Linked DNA regions of Mus musculus: region 1 is linked to region 2. Evidence: chromatin contacts called from public Hi-C data. All regions are on one chromosome and are shown on one strand. Each heading gives the region's core, a stretch centred on a gene start, on an enhancer-like site or on the middle of the called end of the contact. The rest is flanking DNA. Distances are from core to core; before and after follow the strand shown.

The links. Hi-C and Micro-C count contacts between places; a contact is called where the count stands out from the background.
Region 1: a contact with region 2 is called in a Hi-C map of bone marrow-derived macrophages, with 19 read pairs. The contact joins two enhancer-like sites. A contact is called at or near these places in 2 of 484 Hi-C or Micro-C datasets (bone marrow-derived macrophages and embryonic stem cells), 2 of 115 datasets of contacts at active chromatin or transcription factors (embryonic basal ganglia and embryonic stem cells) and 1 of 9 other capture datasets (embryonic stem cells).

The regions. Positions count from the first base shown.
Region 1 is chr5:136,214,696-136,219,819 of GRCm38.p6, reverse strand. Sh2b2 (SH2B adaptor protein 2) reads left to right here. Exons shown (of 9, transcript NM_018825.4): 8 at 7-178; 9 at 668-1,671. The coding sequence ends at 990. Among named protein-coding and RNA genes, the nearest start is that of Prkrip1, 18 kb to the right of the region's middle. Within about 2 kb of position 2,314, at least 67 of the 459 cell types and tissues checked have an H3K27ac peak or open chromatin away from gene starts, as enhancers often do. A contact at or near this core is called in bone marrow-derived macrophages, where this site is marked.
Region 2 is chr5:136,640,961-136,646,505 of GRCm38.p6, reverse strand. The region is part of intron 2 of Gm38722 (a long non-coding RNA gene); the gene reads right to left. Among named protein-coding and RNA genes, the nearest start is that of Gm38722, 11 kb to the right of the region's middle. Within about 2 kb of position 4,120, at least 54 of the 459 cell types and tissues checked have an H3K27ac peak or open chromatin away from gene starts, as enhancers often do. A contact at or near this core is called in bone marrow-derived macrophages, where this site is marked.

The DNA.
Region 1 (5,124 bases), core at 1,065-3,564, 420 kb after region 2:
CCACAGCACCTCCGCCTTTCTCTGAACGGTCACGGCCAGTGTCATGTCCAGCACCTGTGGTTCCAGTCCGTGTTTGATATGCTCCGTCACTTCCACACCCACCCCATCCCCCTGGAGTCAGGAGGATCGGCTGATATCACCCTAAGAAGCTATGTGCGTGCCCAGGGCCCGCCTCCTGGTAAGATGCCACTGTCTGGAGCCTGGAATATGGCTCAGGCTATAGACGGTTTGCCTAGTGTACTCGAGGCCTGGGTTTGATCCCCAGCGTCTCATAAGCTGGGTGTGGTGGTGCACTCCTGTAATCCCAGCCTTCTAGAGGTAAAGGCAGGAGGGTCGGGGGAATCAAGACCATTCTCTGCAATACAGTGACATAAAGACCATGGGATGTTAGACTCAGCCCTCAAAACCCTTCTCTTGGATATTCTGGGTGGATTCCGTAAGCCCTGTAAGGTTAGAGTTCAGTACCCAGCCTTTGAGCGTTGTATTGGTGGGGTGCCTAGCTTATACTGGAAAGGATGAGTGTACAGCATCACCTGACTCCCGGTAAACTCTGGACCACACCATCCCTCCCTGGGCTCCCCACGCCTGTCTGAACACTGGCCCTTTTTGGAGGATCGAATTCAGGTACCCAGGGCTGGATGCTGACCAGCATGCCCTCTCATTACAGATCCAGGACCAGCGCCCAACACTGCGGCCCCAGTTCCAGCCTGCTGGACGGAGCCGGCTGGCCAGCACTACTTCTCCAGCCTGGCCACGGCCACTTGCCCGCCCGCTTCACCGTCCAATGGCGCTGGAGCTTCGTCTTCATCCGGCTCATCGTCCTCTGCCACATCCCTGCCCCCACGCCCAGCCGAGGGGCCGCTCAGTGCGCACAGCCGCAGCAACAGCACAGAGCACCTGCTGGATGCTGCATCTGGAGCCACTGAGGAGCCCACAGAGGCCACGCTGGGCCGTGCTCGTGCTGTGGAGAATCAGTACTCCTTTTACTAGCTGCCATGCCTTTTACCCACGGGTGTCACGCACATCACAGCAGGCCAAGGACACCTGTTGTCTGTCCTGCCCACCCACAGCCTGGCTAGCCCACGATGGTCAGCAACACCTAATGAATGGCTAAATACACCTACCTATGGTCTAGCATGGCCAAAATAGCTGGCCAGCCTAGCCACTTCAGACCCCAGGGGCCCACTGTGACCATGTGTGGCAGGCCAAGGCTATATCCACAGTCGATCAAACATCATGATAGCCCGCCAATGATTTCAGGCCCCACCCACTGGTGGATGGCCACTCCCATTAGCAGCTATTTTTATAAGGGCCACCGAATCCATAACAGGCAGCTAGCTCACTGACAACTAAACACATTTGGTGACTTCAGGCCCTGGCCACTGATAGTTGGTTACTCCTACAGTGGCATGGCCTACCCACTGGCTGCCTGCTTCACTCAAGGGCAGCAAGCCACGTCTATCAAGCCCATGAAGGCCTACCCACTGATTCCTAGCAACCTCAGGCCCTGCCCACCAGTGTTGGGTCACATACTCCAATAACCTGACCAGGCTGTGGTCTGCCTAGCCTAGGACAGCCTGCCACGCCCACCAGCCCCAGCCCAATGCTGGGGGGAAAAGCCAAGCTCTTCAGTGAAGACAAACATTATTAAAGAGCCTGTTTTAGGGACTACCCCCTGCTCTCCTGTGGTCATTCTACTGTGCTGTCACCACTGGGAAGGAAGTGGTCTCCCTGTGATCTGGAACTGCCACACTGCCACAGGCTTGCTAAGCCAGATCTTACAGGAGGCAGGTGGGATGAAGAGCCCGACTCAGGGAGTCAGCTGTGGGCGGGGCATGGATGGAGGGGCAGACTGAAGGGAACTGGAAAAGAGAGATAATTTGAGGAATGAAACCAGAGTCAGAGATGTGGCTCATTTGGTAAAGAGCTTGTAAGTAGCTTTTAGGACTTCCTGGGTCCATCCCCAGGACCCCATAAACAGGATGTGGTAGTGCGTGCCCGGAATTCCAGCACTTCAAAGGTGGAAGTAGGAGGATCAGGAGTTCCTGGCCATTCTCAGCTAAATGGCAAATCTAAGGCCAGCTTGAGCTACGTGAGGCACCGTCTCAAAAAATGAAGGGCAGGGAGGGGAGATGAGACACTCACAGTAGCCATGATAAATGGTTTGTATGTCGAGTGAGGGCGTGGGGTTGCTGAGATGTTGCGTCCTGGTTAGGACAGTAAGGGTGTCCTCGGGCAAGTCAATGAAGGCCTTCCAGGAGGGACTGGGTTGTCGGGGCAGGAATTCCCCACCTTAGCCTGTTAGGATTGAGCAAGTGGAGACACGGGGTGTCCCAGCTATGACGCAGATGATTGAGAAATGACCTCGAGAGATCCCATGTTTCCCCATAAGCAGAGCCACAGCTGACATCCCCCAGCTTGCTCACCTCTGAGAAAGACTCTTGTCCTGTAGATACAGGCTAATGTCTCCTTCCCAAGTCAGACCCACAGACCTAGGGCTCCCCTGCCCTTGAAGGGCCCGAGCCGGCAGCGTACATCACAGGCCCGGAAAAGCTAGAGACTCCAGAGCGTCAGGCGAGACACCCACAGCTGCTTCCCCATAAGGGGAGCTGAGTACCCTGCGGTGGCTCCAAGAGCCTTGCTGGTTGCAGCTGCCGGGAAAATGACAGAGCACACTGCTAAGCACGCGTAAGGGAGAAATGCAAAGCACAATGCTAAGTCAGCTTTTAGCAGCTCCAGTTGGTTGTGGCTGGGGGCCCACTTTGCTAAGTCAGTTACAGGCCTCCATCTTACCTTGAGAGAAGGGACCTGAGAGTAAATGTTTGGAGCTCTGTCAGCTTTTCAGAATTGAGGCCTAGAATATAAGCGAGTGGAGAGAGAGTGCCTGCCTTAAAGATAGCAGTGAAGGGCTTCAGTGGTAGAGCACCTTCCTAGAGCGCCCCAGTGAGGGAGGGGCTGGGGGCGTGGCTCAGTGGTAGAGCCCCTGCCTAGAATCCCCCAGGGAGGGGCTGGGGGCGTGGCTCAGTGGTAGAGCCCCTGCCTAGAATCCCCCAGTGAGGGGCTGGAGCGTGGCTCAGTGATAGAGCACCTGCCAAGATCCCCTAGTAAGGGGCTGGGGTGTGACTCAATAGAGCATTAGCATGTGCAATGCCCTGGGTTTGAGCCCAAGTGCTGCCAAAAGAAGAGGATGAGGAAGGGGCGTGTCAGATCCCCCCCTTTTCCCTCCAAGACTTGTTTTTATTTAAGTATATGGCTATGTTCATGCCCAGGACCAGAAGATGGCATCAAATCCCCTAGATGCTGTAGTCACTGTTAGTTGTGGGATACCTGCTTGGGTGCCAGGAATTGAACTCAGGAGCTGGAAGCTCTCTTTTCTCCATCTCTGCAGCCCCCTGTGGTGTCCTCAGGCTAAACTGGATCCAAGAGTTAACAAGTGGGAGGCAATAAGGTAACCCCTCCCCTCTCCCAAAGGTCACAGCAGAAAGAGCGCAAGCAATAAAGGACTCTCTCTAATGTAGTGGGACACTGAGGCAAGACAGACCCTCATGCCTGTCACTCACAGGGACCACAGCAGTGGCACAGCTGGCAGGGGCATCTCTTAGGTGTCTTCGTTTGTCCCTCAATGGGCATTTCAGAACCCTGGCTGTGTGCCAGGCAAGGCTCGTGGGACAACTGGGCAGACAGCCAGACCAAGCCATTGCAGCATGGTGGTCAACCATAGAGGGCTGGGCTGAGCCCTGGGACCGTATGTGTTCTGCCTAATGGTCCTGAGGCTGGGGGTGGGGTGCTGCAAGTTCACGGGGCAGCAGGTGGAGAGGGCCCCAAATGCCAGGCCAGAGAGTTTGGTTTGGAAGAGAGTGTGATCAGAGTCTGTGCCAATTACAAATGGAAGGCGATGTCTGGGGATGCAGTTCTGTGGGTGCCTGGCATGCACAAAGCCTTGGGTTCCACCCACAGCACCATGTTAAACTGGATGTGATCACAAATGCCTGTCCTCTTAGCACTCAGAACTAGGGGCAAGAAGATCAGAAGTTCAGGGTTACCCTCAGCTATATAGTGAGTTTGAGGCCAGCCTGGGCTACCTTAGATATATCTCAGGAAGCGAGAGAGCTTGCGAAGGAGAGAGAGAGAGAGAGAGAGAGAGAGAGAGAGAGAGAGAGAGAGAGAGAGAGAGAATGAATAAGTCAGGCATGTATGTAATTGGAGCACTCAGGAAGTCTGAGGCCTTCCTGGGCTACTTATCTAGATGCTGTTTCAGTAAGAGGGGAATTGCTGGAGAGGTGGCAAGTTGCTTAAGAGCACTCGTAGCTTTCCCAGAGGACCTAGGTTTGATTTCCAGCACCCCTGAGGTGGCTCACAACTGACTCTAACTCCAGGTCAAGAGGATCTGATGCCCTCTTCTGGTCTCCTCAGGTATTGCATCCACGTAACACACAGACACACACGTGCAGGCAAAATACCTTGGCACATAGCAGTTAGAGACCAGCCTGACATACAGGAGACCCTACCTCAAACAAAGAGAAGTGACTCCTGCAGGAAAGGAAACACCAATGACCAATAGCTATTTTAAAATGCAAATTCAAACTGCTTCAAGATACTGCCTTGCAGCCGGGCATGGTGGCACACACCTTTAATCCCAGCACTTGGGAGACAGAGGCAGGAGGATTTCTGAGTTCGAGGCCAGCCTGGTCTACAAAGTGAGTTCCAGGACAGCCAAGGCTATAAGAGAAACCCTGTCTCGGAAAAAAAAAAAAAAAAAAAAAAAAAAGATACTGCCTTGCCCCTGTCAGAATGGCTCTCAGCAAAAATCTGACAACAGCCTTTGGAGAGGGTGTGGAGAGAGAGAAGCCTTATACACTGCTGGTGGGGTGCAAATTAGTATGGCCAATAGAAAATCAGTTTTGAGGTCTCTCAAAAAAATTAAAAATAGAACTACTATATGACTCACTGTTTCACTGAAGGGCATATTTCCAGAGAAGCCCACACCCTACCACAGAGATTCTGCACCCACATGCCCATTGCTGCTCTGTCCATTGTAGCAAAGAGCTCGAACCAGTCTCTCTGTCGATCAACCAGATCATGACAATCCAATGCACAAGTAAACTGGGAATACAGTTCATCTCT
Region 2 (5,545 bases), core at 2,871-5,370:
AATCCTCCAGTGAGGGGCTGGGGACGTGGCTCAGTGGTAGAGCCCCTGCCTAGAATCCTCCAGTGAGGGGCTGGGGGCGTGGCTCAGTGGTAGAGCCCCTGCCTAGAATCCCCCAGGGAGGGGCTGGGGGCGTGGCTCAGTGGTAGAGCCCCTGCCTAGTATGCATAAGGCTCTGAGTTCTATCTCCAACACTGAAAATATAATAAAACATTGATAGGGTCTAAAAGGGGGCTATACATATAAACAAAAACAAGGAAGTGAAGGGTCTGGAGAGGGTTCATCAGCTAAGGGCACACACCATGCTCTTGTAGAGGCCTGGGTCCAGTTCCTAGAACCACATCTAGAAGCCCATAATCACCTGTAACTCCAGCTCCAGGAGATCCAACACCTCTGACTTCCATGAACAATGTATGTGCACATATTCTCATACACACAGACATACCCACATACACATAAAAATTATAAAAATAAATACCTCTTTTTAAATCCTGAGTGGAGTCGGAGAGATGTCTCAGCAGTTAAGAGCACTGGCTGCTTTTCCAGAGGATCCAAGTTTGGTCCCAGTACTCACGTGGCAGCTCACTCCACTGCCTGCAACTCCAGTCCCAGGGGATCTAACACCTTCTTCTAGCCTTCTTACCTGGCACATATGTAGCAAACAGACGTACATGCAGACTAGACACTCATATATGTAAAATAAATTAAAAGTTTTAAAATTATTTTTAATTGAGCAATTGAACACATAAACAAATGGGGAGAGAAAGACAGCTCTTCCATGTTAAAATCCTGATTATACTTCTAAGAAAGCGAGGCCAGGTTGTGCACACCAGGAGCCCCAGGAATTCGGAAGCCAAACTCAATAGCAAATTCAAGGTCAGCCTGCTTGAGACACTGACCCAGAAAAGCCAAAAATAAAAAAGGAAGTTAATTAATTTGTAAGATCACATTAAATAAATACTTGTAGAAGAAAAGAAAGAAAGAAAGAAAAGCAGTCCCATTAGATGCCCAGTGACACTGGTTGCAGGTGATACCCCCCAGTGAGTGGTATTGACATTGGATGAGTGGTTGCGGTGGTGAAGACCCAGAGCACCAGCCCTCAGAAGGCAGAGGCAGGATCTCCTGTTGAGTGCAGACCTGGTCCTGGACTCAAAATACACTCTTCAACAGAGCTTATGTTTTGTTGATGTGTGTGTGCACGCGTGTGTATGTATTTGTGTCTGTTTGTGTGTATATGTGTGTGTGCGTGTGTGTGTGTGTGTGTGTATGTGTATGGGGGTGTTTTTGTTTGTGTATGCTTGTATGTGTGTTTGTGTGTGTTTTTCTGTGTGTGGGGAGCGCGGTACACTTGTGTGGGTTAGAGGACAACCTTGAAGGGTTAGTTCTCTCCATCCATCCTTACATGGGATCCAAGGATCCAACTCAGGTCTCTAGGCTTGTGAAACAGTCGCCTTTACTGATGAAACTTTTCTGATCCAGTTGTTTCACCTTTGATATAGGGTCCCCCATAGTCAAAGGCTTGTCTCTAACTCCCAGTCCTCCTGCCTCTACCTCCCAAGTGCTAGGATTATAGGTATGTGCCTCCATGCTGTTTAAGGGAATTTTTTTTTTCTGAAATACAGTTTCCATATGTAGCTCAGGCTGGCTTTGAACTCACTGCAATCCTCTTGCCTTCCCCTCCCAATGCTGGGATTAAAGACATGAGCCATCACACTTTATAAACATTCTCCCTTCTAGGGAAAATCAGGGTGCTGGCAGGATGGCTCAGCAGATAAAGGCCTTTGTCGCTAAGCCTGATAATCTGAGTTCAAATCCCAGAGCTCACATGTCAGATGGAAAGAACCAACTCCATAGATTGCCCACTCACAAACACACAATAAGTTAGTGAATGTTTTCAAAAGAAAGAAGATGAAGAATTATCAAACATACAATGGAGGGTCCAAGGTAGGATCCCAAACCAGGGGCCACATAATTCTATTTCCAAAATAGATATACGCATTTAGCCTCAGCTTATACAATAACAGGGAAATAACAAGCAGTCCGATTGGATGGTTGAAATTTATCTACAGCAAGTCGGGTTTGGTACCTCAGTCTTGTTATCCCAGTGAGGGGAGACTAAGGCAGGAGAGTCATGAGTTCAAGTCTAGCTTGGACTATATAGTGTGTATGTGTGTTTGTGTCTTAATTTTCTAGGCAGGGATATTTTGCCTGCGTGTATCTGTGCACAGGCCAGAAGAGGTCACTGAATCCCCTGGGGCTAGAGTTTAAGCCAGTAATGAGCCATCACATGGATGCTGGGGATCGAACTCCGATCCTCTGGAAGAGCAACCTGTGCTCTTGACCTTAGAGCCATCTCTCCAGCCGGACTGTCTCATAATTAAAAAATAAGCATTGGACTGGGCTTATGGTTAAGGAAGTACACTGCTCTTACAGGGACCTGAGTCTGGTTCCCTGCACCCACACTGGGTAGTTCAGAGCCACCTATATAATCCCAGCTCTTCTGGCTCCTTGGGCACCTGAACTTGTGTGCAAATACCTTGCTCCCTAGTCCCCTCCCCCGTGTGCATGTGCACACACACACACACACACACACACACACACACACACACTGAGAAATAAACCTTGGGCTTGAGAGAAAGCTCAGCGCACACACACTGATCTTGCAGAGGACCTGAGTCCAGTTCCCAGCATCCAGGCTGAAATTCCAGCTCCAGAGGAACCTGACTCCTGTAACCTCTGAAGGTGACTCCACACATGTGTGCATACTTCCTTCTGCTCCCAACACACACACACACACACAAATACGTAAGTAAATAAATAAATAAGTCTTAAAATCACATGAATAAAATAACATTTTAGACCAACAAGAACACACACACACACAAAAGAAAACCATACGAAGATAGAGAACATTTAAGGCCTCCTTTCTGGGACCCAAGGAGGACAACAGAGGAAGCAAGCAAAGCCCACAGACTCTCAGCTTTCTGACACTCTTCTGGGGCTACCTTCCGGAATTTGATAAGTGCAGCATCGTTGTCTGTTAACTTTGAAAGCTAGGGGTTAGGGATGCAGAAGAAATTGCTCTTTTCTCAGTTTTCTTTTTCTTTTATTTTTTAAAGATTTATTTATTATTATATGTAAGTACACTGTAGCTATCATCAGACACACCAGAAGAAGCCATCAGATCTCATTACAGGTGGTTGTGAGCCACCATGTGGTTGCTGGGATTTGGACTCAGGACCTTCGGAAGAACAGTCAGTGCTCTTAACCGCTGAGCCACCTCTCCAACCCTTTTCTCAATTTTCAATAAGCCAATATGTAGTGTAGGCAAGAAAGAGATGCTGTATAGTTGGGTAATATGGTACATTTCTGTAATCCCCACAGTAGAAAGGCTGAGGCAGGAGGATTAGAATTCAAAACCAGCCCGAGCAACTTCGAACATTTCTACCTCCCAAAAAGTATATAGAAGATGAGGGCCTTGGCTCGAGATTCAAATACTCACCCAACATTCCCAGGACCTTGGGCTCAATGTCTAGTACCTCCGAGTGCTAGGGACTGAGCCCACTTGGAGGTACTAAGTATTGTACCCAGGGCCTTGTGGGTGCTAGGCAAGTACTCTACTGCTGAGCCATGCTTGCAGCCCCAACTGGAAGATTCTATGCAAGTGTTTTCTCACTGAGCAACAGCCACAGCCCCTCCCTACCTAACTACCTAACTTGGCCCCCAGCACCTGACAAAAACCAGGTAAACACTATGTCACATGCCTACCACTCTGTCATACTTCTTAATTTGAGACAGGTATTTACTGAGTTGCCCAGGCTGGCCTGAAACTTGCCATCCTCTGCCTCAGCCTCTGGATTTCCTGGGATGCTATGACTGAACCACCAGGTCTAGCAGCATCCTCTAACTCTAGACTCCCTGCTAGCTTGCTGCGCTGGACACACCAAGCCTCTCCCCAGCCCCATCCTCTCAGCCTGGTGCAGCCCCCCTCCCTGCCGTCAAGGCTCTGAGGGTTGGAACGACTGGCTAATGACAGGGAAAGTGCTGAGACGACAGGTTATTTCAACAGTGTCCTCATCCGTTGGGTATTTCAACATTCTGTGTTTGTGCAAGAGCCATAATGGGACGCGTCATAAACTCACACTGTCTCAAAGCTTGGGCACGTCGTGGCGGGATACGGGGGAACTGTCCGGGTTTAGCAATCAAGCTGTCTCCAGGCTCTGGCTCCTTAGGGTGAGTTGGGCTCGGCCCATGCACAGCCCTGGAGAGAAATCTCAGGATGTCAGAGAAAATCCAGAGCAATTACCTCTGGGGGTAGTTAGATGAGGGTACAGATATCAGGCCCCACTTTTCTGCCTGCCAGGAGGGAGGAGGGCTAGCTTGTCCCTTCACCAGGCCTGTGAGGGAGGAGGTCACCAATGACCTCATGAGGACAGAGGTTGTGAATCATGGCTCAGACCTGGTCCCATTTCCTTGGAGGAGAGCAGGCATGTTGGTCTCCACTGGGGCTCCTTTGTGCCTGGAGCTAGTCACCACCATGTCTTGATGGATATTCCAAAGAACTAACTCTTGAAGAAGGCTGTAAGAACCCAGTAGCCTCCTATAGGAAGCCACATTTGGGATCAGAATTATCCAATCAGATCAGCTGTGACACAAGATTTGGTTGAGGGGCTAAACTGAAGGGGGAGTGTGGAGGAATCACCTCAATGAAGCTGAGAATGAGGCTGAGAGAAAGGCAGAAGAGCTTTCATTGGGTGGGACAATACCAATCATTCTTTCACTGTTGTGTGTGTGTTGGGGGGGGGGGTTGTGTGTGTTCCTGGGGATTGAACCTTGTAGATGATAGGCAAACACACTACCATTGCCTGAAGCCCATAGACCCTTAATGGGGGATTCTAGGCAGGGGCTCTACCACTGAGCCACGCCCCCAGCCCCTCCCTGGGGGGATTCTAGGCAGGGGCTCTACCACTGAGCCATGCCCCCAGCCCCTCCCTGGGGGATTCTAGGCAGGTGCTCTACCACTGAGCCATGCCCCCAGCCCCTCCCTGGGGGATTCTAGGCAGGTGCTCTACCACTGAGCCATGCCCCAGTTCCTCCCTGGGGGATTCTAGGCAGGTGCTCTACCAGAGAGCCATACCCCAAGGCTCTCACTGGGTATTCTAGGCAAGGGTTCTACTCCAGTATCTCCAGTCTACATCACTGGGTTCCTGATTCCTCCCCTGATCAAAGGAATTGAGTCTTACTTTCTCTGGTCAGAAACTGATGTCTTGGTGTGATGGATACACTCTGCCTTGGAGTGGACTTGCTCACCTCCTCAGCCTTAGTTGCTCATCTGCAACCCCGGCGTGATAGCATCACTTTCAGACATAGCCAGGAGCAAGTGAAGCATGAATATTGCATGGCATCAGTGCAGGAGAGAAAGTCTCATCTTATTCTAGAACCTTCTGTGGCTCCTTCACAGACTACTTCCCATAGCCCAGTACCTTAGGTATAGGATGAACTTTCTTCCTCTTTTGGCCCCAATTCAGCTTTTAGTCTCAGTCTTATG